Regions from separate parts of the Anas platyrhynchos genome. Here regions 2 and 3 are each linked to region 1. Evidence: chromatin contacts called from public Hi-C data. All regions are on one chromosome and are shown on one strand. Each heading gives the region's core, a stretch centred on a gene start, on an enhancer-like site or on the middle of the called end of the contact. The rest is flanking DNA. Distances are from core to core; before and after follow the strand shown. Region 1 has its middle 17 kb from the start of CSRNP1. Region 2 has its middle 76 kb from the start of XIRP1. Region 3 has its middle 96 kb from the start of XIRP1.

Region 1 (3,455 bases), core at 378-2,877:
TCCTTGGTGGTAACCTTTGAGTTTCCACTGGCTTCAAGACCTCTGTCCCTGCAACAGGCCCATTCTCCACATATACAAGTGTTTTTTTTTCCATGTAGTTGAGAAAAAATTTGCAGCTGCTGAGGTTTTCACTCAGACCTGGAGATGGGCTTGGCCTGCCTAAAAAAAAGGCACTGCAGAATTGGCAATTATTGGCATTTTCCCATGGACCATTTGAGATTAATCTGTCAACACTACAGGATGAGAAAAAATATATATATTCTGCAGTTATAAGTATACATATGTTCTGCAGTTATTCCTTATTTTTTTTTGGGTACTGACATCCAGCATCACAGAACTCCTCATCACACCATAAGGATCCCACAAGCGTCCTCTCCACCAATTCGACCAAAACTACACATGGGCATAAAATCTGTTTGATTTCTGATCCTTGTGAGGGCCCCTCTGTGGCCATCCATATCCGGAGGGACTTCAAGTCCTCAGCATCTCAGGAAATGGGTGATGTTAATTGTAGAGAAGAAATGTAAGTCAATGTAAGGCTTCAGAGTTTTCTCTCTAGCGTTTTCTTCCTAGAAAGCAGTGAAAATTCATCTCTTGTCAGAGGGCTGGCTGGAGTGAGAATTCAGATAAGCCATTAATAGAAAGAACTAGGTTTCCTCCTTCACAGCTACAACTATTAGGAGTTTTTATACTGCTCGATCTGCACATTTCCATCAGTTTGCTTCAGGCCACTGAGACTGCTGCGGAGTGAACGGCAGCATTGCCATCTACTGGGCAGCAGCTTGAGCTCCAGCTTGGAGAAGCACTTCTCCACGGGACCAAGAATTGTGCATTTCACTGGGTTTTTCTATTAAAAAATTAAAATAAGGCTTAAATGATCTGCCTGGGTCTGGAGGATGGGTGAGGATGCCCTCACCTGGTGTGTGTGTCCACAGCTGGAGGAGAGTTAAGTTACTCTTTGGAGTAAATAGAGAACTTTGTGGTCTTTAAGTGATAGAATCATAGAAATCATTTGGATGAGATGTCTGTAGCCTGAACATCCTGGTGGGGATGACTTGGGGCCTCAGGAGAGCTGTGATCTTCCGAAGCAGCAGCAGGATGGGTTGGAATGTCCTCAGACATCCCTGGTAGCACTGACCCTTAGATTTGATCCCTTCAGTGATCCCAGAGCTGTGTTTCTCAGCATTTACAGCACTACCAAACAGCTCAAGGCGTTGTAGCCAGTCTCGTGCCTCTCCAGAGCACCCTGCATGTGGTGGGACCACTCCAGATGTCCCTTGCAGCCACAGGCATCTCCTTTTTCTGCTCCACCTCAGGACGTGGGATGCACCAATTTTCCAAAATCTAGAGGGTTTTAGCTGTGTCCTCACCACCCAGCTTTGGAGACAAGGCTGGCAACATTAGATATGAGCCTTGTATTACCGTGCCCAGTGGCTTTTGCCCCATACTCTTGGATATTACATCGCTGTGAGACTCGGTACCGTCACGCAATAAAACCCATGGGAAGCACAGCGCTTTCCACGTGCTCCCAAGGTCGGATTACAGCTTTGCTTAGGCTGCTCAAGACCAAGCCACTCCCACAGGGCTCTCAGAGACCGAGAGGGCATGAGGGAAGCACCGTGTGCGTGCTGCCTGGCCGCCACCACCCTCCTACCCTGCGTCATAAATCAGGGCTGAGCAGCACAAGCTGTTCCCATCACAGGAACCCGGAAAGAAAGGCTCTTCTTAGCACCGGGGATGGGATAATGATCCCGAGCAGTCTCCAACACGTTGTTTTCCTGCTCCTGTGGCTGCGGCGTGATGTTTAACCTCTGGGCTGCTGCATGAGGAGGCGTTAAAGGAGCAAAGTTCAGAGCAGGCTGACAGCAGGTTTCTCCCTGGAAAAACCCACGGCTGCTCCCTGGAGAGCAGGGGCGGTTGTGCAGCTGCAGGAAAAAGCAGGAAGAGCCCTTGTCTGCTGTCATATTGGGATATAAATGTTTGGGGTTGTGTCTATTAGCTACTTAAGCACCGACAAGGAACAGCGCTGAGCATGGGATGTCGCTCATACATGTGGTTGAATTGTTAACGTGGTGCTCGAGTGTTTTCAGCCCAAGGAGCAGCAGCATCCCTGGAGGTCCCTGGGTCTGCTGGATGAAAAGTGATGGGGAATTTGGGGTCATGTGTGACATCCCTAAAACCATTCGTGGCCCAGGCACTGAGCATGCAGAGATAGACCCAACCCCAGGCATCAGGCACCCCAAAGCCAGCTGGGACTGGACGCCTTCACCTCTCAGCATCCAAGGGGGGTTGGAAGTGGTTTGAGGGGCTCTACTGATAAAAAATTCCCCAAGGCCTCTGATCAGATACAGTCAGGGCAAAATCTCAGCAACCAGCTGGCTGCTCTCACTTGGCTCCTAGGTGAAATTCAAGAGCTGTCAGCCCATCAAGTTTAATGGATTTAGGCTCCTTCAGGGAGAAGCTGAACTTGCCATCGCGGCAGAAACCACACGTGCTGTCTTAAAAGGAGCAAGAACCACTCACTAATATTAAAGGGCAGGCAAGCTTCTTAGTTTGTTTGGCTTTTTTTCCCTGTCAGAAGAGGAGAAGTGCCAACAACTGAGCACAGAGGGGGCATTGCCATGGGCAGCCTGATAAAGCAAAGAGCTGCAGACACAGCTGGGGCTCCAGCCCTTCTGCAAGCCTTGAAGAAACGCTGCTGGTTTTCGTTTTCGTTTGCGCTCACCGAGGGTTTAAGCAGGGCTTATCTGGTTGCCAATCAGACCTCTGGGCAAGAGCAGCTAGAGGCAGCTCCCGGGTGCTTATCGGCGTTGTCTGGGAGCAAACACAAAGGACAGAGTGCAAGGCTGTATCCATGCCTTTTTATCACTCTCAGCCCGCAAAACTTCTTTAGCAGCCGGTGAGAAGTGCGGTAAGCGTTCCTCCGGTTTGCCAATGCCCTCTAGTGGCTTTTGGCGAGCAGAAACAGCGCTCCCAAAGAGCTGGGATTTTTGCAAAAATACCGCTGTGTCCCTTAAGAGAGGCAGGGCACGAGTGGGTTGAAATGGAAAAGGAGCGAAACCAAAATCCTGCATTTCCAAATGCTCGTCCTCATTCCAGGGGGAGAGGATGGTTGAGGGATGCCCCAAATACTCCTAAAAGATGGGTTTTAGTTCATCAAAGGACAAAAACTGCCTTCTTGTGTTTTCTTCTGCCTCCCTTCACTGACCCCACAGTTTGCCTAATAGGAACGTAGCTTTTATTGGAAATCTTGTGTGCTCCAGGTGGGCTTGTCCCAACCATCCACTGAAGGCTGAATTCACGCAAAAACAGGGGCTCAGAGTCCCTGGGTGAAATCACTGATGTTTTATTATGATCTCAGCCAAACCTGGTGAATAACCCAAGAAAGGGTAGAAGGGATGTGAAGAGGGTTGCTGAGCAGAGGGATTTTGCTGCAGTTCTTCCTAGGTTAATGC
Region 2 (3,455 bases), core at 640-3,139, 190 kb before region 1:
AGCAGATTTAAATTTACAAGGGGAAAAAGCTAATAATTAAAAATTGAACATAAGGCCTATAAAGTACAAAATAAGTTCCCTTGGCTTGGCATACAAAACTTCATGAACAGTGGGGCTCCTGCTGTGTTACACTTTTCTAGAATGAGTAAAAAAAGGTTATCTAAAGGTGATTTTTGTTGCAAATCAGTTCCTTGTGGTTTCTATGGATCTTACAGCCTATAAAGATGGTCCCATTGTGGTTTCCAGTCGTTAATTCATGGAGGGTTCACCCCCTACCTCACCCCATTACACCCCCCTTCTTGTTTCCAAAATCACGTATAAATAAACAGAAGTGTTGTTGAGGATTTTGTGAGAGTTGCTAATGCCCTGAATCTGTCAGAGCTTAAGGACTTTGGGTAAAAAACACAGCTGGCTCTGGTTCCTGCACAAATTTCATGCATTTGCCACCTCTTCACGCAGTGTCCCATGGAAGGCAGGCAGCCACTTGGCCCAGTTTGTGCCATGTTCCCCACTGTACAAGGTCTGTGGGACCTCAGAATGTGGTGCTGTGATCTACCTGAATGAGCTCTGCCAGGAAAAACAAAAAAACATCGCTGAATTTTAGTACGCTCGTTCCAGCTAGCTCCCTTCCCCAAATCACCTGCATCTCACCTCTTTTCAGTCTTAACAGTCTCATTCATCTCCTCATTCCCTTTTCCTGCAAGCCACCAGTTTGTTGTTGTTCTTACTATTTTTAACTTCAGATCACTGCAAAATCCCTTCTACGTTTGCTCTGACTCTTGCCATTTTTGTCAAATTAGTAGTAGAATTAGTAGCCTTTTAGTAGTATTAGTATTATTATTGGTATTATTAGTAGTAGTACTATTAGTAGTAGTAGTAGCCTTTAGGACTGACTTGCTTCTTTTCCTATTTGGCTTTATTCAGAGCTTCTCATTGAATCTGTTCATTTCTTTAAACTTTCCTGTCCTCAGACTGAATTGCTTCTTACTTTTTTACTTCTAGTTTGTTTTCAGCCAGGCAATATAAACCCTAGGTCTCCTGGGACAGCTAAACCAATATGAGGAACATCAGACTAGTTCGTTGGTGAGAGGGTTGTGAAGTGCCTATGATAATAAGAGAGTTATCCAGGCAGCCACTGGAAAATTTTTGAAGGGGATAGTAATTTCAAGCCTGTAGGAAAGTGCAAAATGGGATACAAAGCAAGGCTGGGTTACCAAAGGTAAAGCCCAGAGCTCCCTTGAATAAGATAAGGATGTTTATAGAAAGGTGGTACATGGGAGCTAATCCTTTTGGGTGCCTTAGCTGATCTGAGGAACGTGATACCAGCATTTGTTGGGTGACTCAAGGCCAGTATTGGGCTAGGCCTTCTGCTGAACCCATCACAAAGAGAGGCTGAGGAAGGAATGGGAAGATTTTTCTCTCAGTATATATGAAATTTTTATTCCACTGCTCTGGCAAAGATTGTGTTTTCACCTTGTTTGGAACTCCCCTGCAAATGAGCTGTTTGGGTTTTCCTTCTCTGTTTGGAGAAGGACAACAGGAAGTTGAAAGATCTTTGGTTTCAGCTAAAGTTCCAACGGGAGCAAAGAAGGGAAGGAAATCTGCTATTTACTGTTACAGTTTTTGCTATATACCAACATTAATGACTAAATGGCACAATCTGGGCTCAGACTTTCAATATCAAGAATAGATCACTTCTGAACACAAGAAAACAAACTGATCTGGGGAAGTTTCAAGCAGACCTCTTGGTCCCTGCCACAAAATCTTGGTGCTTGCAGAGAGTAAAGGCTGTGAAGTCGGCGCTATTCTCAAAACAAAACTGCTGGCAGCCTGCAGGGCTCGAGATGTGTTTTGCAACAGCTTCTTTGCTCATTAAAGATCAGCTTCTCCCGTTTGCTCCCAGAGCACATTAATCATTAGCTGAAGATGGGTGGAGGGGAAGCAATATATGTTTGGGTTTTAGCAGAACTTTTATGTGTTGAAATTGTTGGTCAGATAAGAGATGACAGGGGATCAGATTAAAGGCTGTATTTGAAATGTTTTCAACGTCATTGCAGTTCAAAAGAGCATTTCAGACTGCCAGCTGGTGTGTGCACCCCTATGTCAGGCAGGAGAGAGAGGTATGAGACTTTCTGGGATCCTTTAATTCCTCTGCTTTTCTCCATTGACTGGGTGGGGAACAAGGATCTGGCAGCCCAGGGTTATAGGAAGTCTCAATTCCTCATTCACATCTTGAATTCTGGTTGCATACTCTGAGCATTTGTGTCTCACGCTGATCTTCACCCAGGCTTTGGTAGGATAACCAGTTTGATGCAGAGCAAGGTGACTTCAACCCGGAAAATCTGTAGTCCCACATATCATTCTGGTGTCTCCCGTGGGCTGCCATTTCACCTCTCTGTCTCCATATTCCCCACATGCAGTGAGAAGGCAGTGCTCCAAAACCATTCCCCACATTATGGGGACAAAGGGAAGGAAGTCATCCGACAGCCCTTTTGACATCACCAAGGTGCCATACATGTCACCAGCAGCCAACAGGTGGACAAAGGGACTCCATCAGCTTGCTTTCAAGCCATCCATCTCCCAACACATTGGCCTTTTCCACATGACTGGTGTAAGAATCCACGAAGGCAGCCATTCTTGGACAGAAAACCTAGGATGATTTCACTTTGCAAAGTGTTTCAGTCAGCAGCCAACCAGACTCATGCTGAGCATTCAGCATTTTATTTTTTTATACAGAAATAAATGGCAAAATTCCCATGATCTTCAAAGGGAGAGTAGGGCCCTGAGTCCGTATGTAATGCATTACTATTTGATGGAAATACTTGCTGTGCTCTGTTATTGGTGAGACTCAGAGCTTTATTTTTAACTGCTGCATTTTATTTTATTTTATTTTGGCTCTGAAGAAAACCTTTTCAGTTTATTCAGGGAAAGAAGTAAAATCTGGTCCAGGACAGTTTAAACTACAGTTTTGCCCACAGTACGAAAATCCAGAGATTTGGATCAAGCTGTATTCCTGAACACAGACTTGGGAAAGGCAGGGTGGTGGTGATCTCAGCTCTGCTTTGCTGTGCTAACCCTGATTTCAGAAATAATCACCTCCAAATGTTGCAGCTTGAGTCTCTGCAGAAACAAAGAGGTGGATTTGCTGGGAAAGAAGCAGGCCAGAGAAAACAGTTGATGTGATCGGGTGAAGCCATCCTGGGAGGAAGGGGAGTGCAGACAATTGCAGCTCTCTCTGGTGTGGCAGCAGGTGATGTGGGAAAGGTTTGGTGGAACAGCATCTGGAGGCTGTGCCCCATGAAACCACCACTCTGTGACTACCAGGCTGTCTTAAACCCTGAATGCGGGACCCATGGGTGCTCCTGGAGCCAGCTGCTGCATCCATAGCTGGCTGCCTTCCCCCAGGACCCTCCTTACTTGTGCACATGCTTTATCCCAAACACAAGCTGCAGACC
Region 3 (3,455 bases), core at 530-3,029, 170 kb before region 1:
CAAGCTCCTGTGGGATATCATCAGCCATCACCTTCAAAGTAAAGGGTCAACTCTGCCAAAGATTGCTATGATCCAATTATGAAACGGCACAAAGAGTCCTCCAGCACTTTACAAAATAGCACGGAGGTCCAAGACCTGACACAGGAGATGGTAGTGAGTAGTGCCGAGCTGGGATTTGAGGAACCCTGGATGTGACATAGCCAACATTACAATGCTCTCATCTGAACATGCTGATCCAGCTTGATAAGGCGCTGTGGGAAGAATAAACAGTAAATCCCCAGGGAAGTCTCACACCAGCAAACCCCAGTGAAGAGGAGAGGCAGATTCTAAGTAGCTGGAGTCCTTTGAGGTTTCTGGTCAAAGTGTCACGGCTGTTCAGCAAAGAGCCTGGAGAATAAAAGACTATAACCATAACAAAGCAGTATAATTTAGGACTGCAGCTCCTGGGGCTGTTGCTGAGCCATCAGGCAGGGGCTGCTGGAGAGCTGTGATATGAGACGGGCTGACCTGGAGGGCAGCTCAGCGGGGGGAGACACGTGGTGGTGGCCTGGCAGGGTGGGTAAAAGCTTGGGGAGCCGCTGGGGTTTGCTGTAGTTTTATCTCCTCCAAGATGCCTTGGCTGTACGCACAGGACGTGGCGTGCTGCCACACTTGGGGATGTCTCTGCCAGGGGGGATCAGAGCTACAGAGGCTTTGGCACGTGTGTTGGAGCAGGGCTGGGTTGGCCTCTCAGGAGCTGCTGGAAACACGTGTGTTACCAGGCTGGGAGGAGAAATTTGGGTTTGAGAGCAGCCAGAGGGTACATGCACCACCTCAACTCAGTGCTGAAATATGAAGGTCCCCCCCAGCAGCACGAGGGTGTCTGTATTATTAGGCAGTGAGCACAGTACGAATGTGCTGGCATTTCCCAGGTGATGCCCAGGCACAGTGTGGGAGTTGTCACAGGGACATGATCGCACGTCTGTTTTGAAGGACAAGACATCTGTGCCATAGATGACATCAGTGGCATAGACACAAGCGGTGCTCCTGTACCACACGTCCTCAGGGCTGGAAAAGGGACTCGTGCCCACCCGGCTGGCATCTGCAGCCAGGATCATGCCCTGAATCGGGGCTGGAAGTCAGGGAAGACCTTGCTGTCCATCATGTGCTCAAGACACTTCACAAAATGGCCTCCTAGAGGGCTGTCTGCTCATTTATAGTCACCTCTGAACTCTCCCCGGCTTCTGCCAGGTTAACACACGGACTCCTCAGCCCTGCAGTTGCTCAAAAAGAAAAAAATAATTAGGTGGGATCTAGGCTGCAAAATAGCAGCTGAGTGCTCTGCATTGCTACACTTATCTCCTGCAATGTGAGCCTTTATTCTGGCACTTGAAGTTTGCCCTGATTTAAATATCCTGACAGTGGTGCATCCCCGTGGCTCTCAAGAGCTGCCATCATTTGAACAGCACTTTGCAAAAATACAAGCTGCGAAATTTCCTGGTTGCTTGGGAAAAAGCAGCGAGGAACTGCTGCTGGCTGCTGTCTTACAGCACAACGGAGCCGCACGCGGCTCGGCTTTTCGGCGTTAAAAGTTGATGAATAATAGGGGCTAACAAAATAACAGAAGGTTCTTCCTTGCACTGCCCAGGGAACAGGAAACTCTGCACGGGCGAGCGCGCGGAGGTGAACAAAGCGTTAAACCCTGGCAGAGCAGCTGCTGCTGACCTTCTGGTCCCAGCACCGCTAAACAAAGCTCCTGTTACAGCTGAACTTTAGTACCAACTTCTGCTGCTCCAGGGATCCTCGCAAAAGTACACAGTGAGCTGCAGCTAGCACGCCGTGCCTCGCCGGGGCAGCGGTGAAGCTGGCAGAGGCCACCACGTCCTGTCCTCAGGCTGTCCCCAAAGCCCTCCTTTGCTGTTGCCAGCGGTTTAGGACTCACGAGGATGGAGATCAGTAGATGTTAATTGATATACCCCCCCTAAAGATCTGAATTTCTGCTGAAACATTTGGCCATCGCACAGCAATGAGTTCCACAGGTGAATTCCATGCACTTGGGAAAACATTTTGTTTTACGTCTAAAATGTGCTTAATTGCAAATTTTCTCAGTGGTCCTGGGTATAATTGTTTAATATACATCTTTCCCTCCCTATTCATGATTTTACAAGCTCTAATACCATATTCTCACAGAAATCTTTCACTTCAGAGGAAGAACCCAAATCCGTTCAGTCTGTTCTCACATGGGAGCCTCCCGTCGCCTACATTTAACACTGGGCATCCTTGCTGCCCTCTGCATCACTTCTGCAGAAAGCAGGATTTGAGGCAATTCCCAGCAGAGGACTTACAGTTACGGTCCGGGCTCTTAGCGTGACATAATGATATGTGAGAGAATTGTGGCAGTTCTCATCCTCCACGGGGGCTGATGCTGGAATACCCAACAGGGAAAAAAAAAAAAAGAAGAATAAGAAAGAAAAAAGAGATAAAAAGCATACATTTAAGGAAACACTGTAAGAAATATCCTGCTGGCTCACCTCTTCAAAGAGATAGCAAGGTAGTTTTGGGGAAATTAGCTCAAGCAGTGGTTTCTAAGAGTCTTCTGATATAGCAAAGTCCCTCTGAGACCCTGCCCTTTCCTCCACATGATCATTTGGTCCAAAAACTGTGAATTTGTTCTATGAAATAACAAAGAAGAATCAGCAGACTTTGATGGGGTTGAGGCACATAATAGAGAAGTGGGACAAAAAATAACCAATATGGGTTGAAATAACAAAAGCCACCACCTCAATACTTTCTGCATGCAGCTGGGTTAGTTGTGCCGCCTAGTTTTGACAAGTTGAGCTGGAAATTTGCCCTCATCCATCTCAGTGCTTTTTAAGCATCCAGCTTACAGTGAGGTCAACCCCAGAGCTGTCCAAGATTTACTTTTTGCTGCTCAGATCAAGAGCTCTCACGTTCCTTCGCCTTACTGCTTCCAACCTATTGCCATTCCGCCGACATCAGGGCGAGGGAAATGGGATCCATGTGGCTGCTGCTGAAGGTTGCTCCCCAGATGTGCAAGCATATGGGGGATGTATTTTGGGAAACAGGTGGGACAGCCAGCAAAGGATTATCTGATTTTCAACAGTGAAGTGTTTGAGGTCACTCATAAGATCATCTCATTATTTCTAATATAGTTTCCTGGGTGCTTGGAAGGATGAGAACTGAGGAGCTGGGAGACTCTTCGGGCTTCCTTGTTCCCAGCCCAGTGGTAAAAAGTATCCCAAAGTGGGTGAGCTCTCACATGCACGGTTCGCAGACTTCTGTGAACAAAAGGCCAGGTGAATTACCACGTTGGATCCCTCTGGGCTTGTAACACCTGGTTGTGGCATGGCTGGTAACTTCAGGAAAGCTATGAGAAGCAGGGAATGTATGCACCACCTAGATCTGGGAGTCTGGTACCCAGCTCCTCGGCATCCAGCCAGGGGAGACAGGGAACA

The links. A called contact is a pair of places that touch in the nucleus more often than the background predicts.
Region 2: a contact with region 1 is called in a Hi-C map of skeletal muscle, with 5 times the contacts expected there. The contact joins two enhancer-like sites. A contact is called at or near these places in 2 of 8 Hi-C or Micro-C datasets (skeletal muscle and subcutaneous adipose tissue).
Region 3: a Hi-C map of skeletal muscle shows a contact between it and region 1, with 6 times the contacts expected there. The contact joins two enhancer-like sites. A contact is called at or near these places in 3 of 8 Hi-C or Micro-C datasets (skeletal muscle and subcutaneous adipose tissue).

What each region holds. Positions count from the first base shown.
Region 1 is chr2:154,094,768-154,098,222 of IASCAAS_PekinDuck_T2T, reverse strand. No RefSeq gene overlaps it. Among named protein-coding and RNA genes, the nearest start is that of CSRNP1, 17 kb to the left of the region's middle. Within about 2 kb of position 1,627, at least 8 of the 8 cell types and tissues checked have an H3K27ac peak or open chromatin away from gene starts, as enhancers often do. A contact at or near this core is called in subcutaneous adipose tissue, where this site is marked.
Region 2 is chr2:154,285,030-154,288,484 of IASCAAS_PekinDuck_T2T, reverse strand. No RefSeq gene overlaps it. Among named protein-coding and RNA genes, the nearest start is that of XIRP1, 76 kb to the left of the region's middle. Within about 2 kb of position 1,889, at least 1 of the 8 cell types and tissues checked has an H3K27ac peak or open chromatin away from gene starts, as enhancers often do. A contact at or near this core is called in subcutaneous adipose tissue, where this site is marked.
Region 3 is chr2:154,264,620-154,268,074 of IASCAAS_PekinDuck_T2T, reverse strand. No RefSeq gene overlaps it. Among named protein-coding and RNA genes, the nearest start is that of XIRP1, 96 kb to the left of the region's middle. Within about 2 kb of position 1,779, at least 4 of the 8 cell types and tissues checked have an H3K27ac peak or open chromatin away from gene starts, as enhancers often do.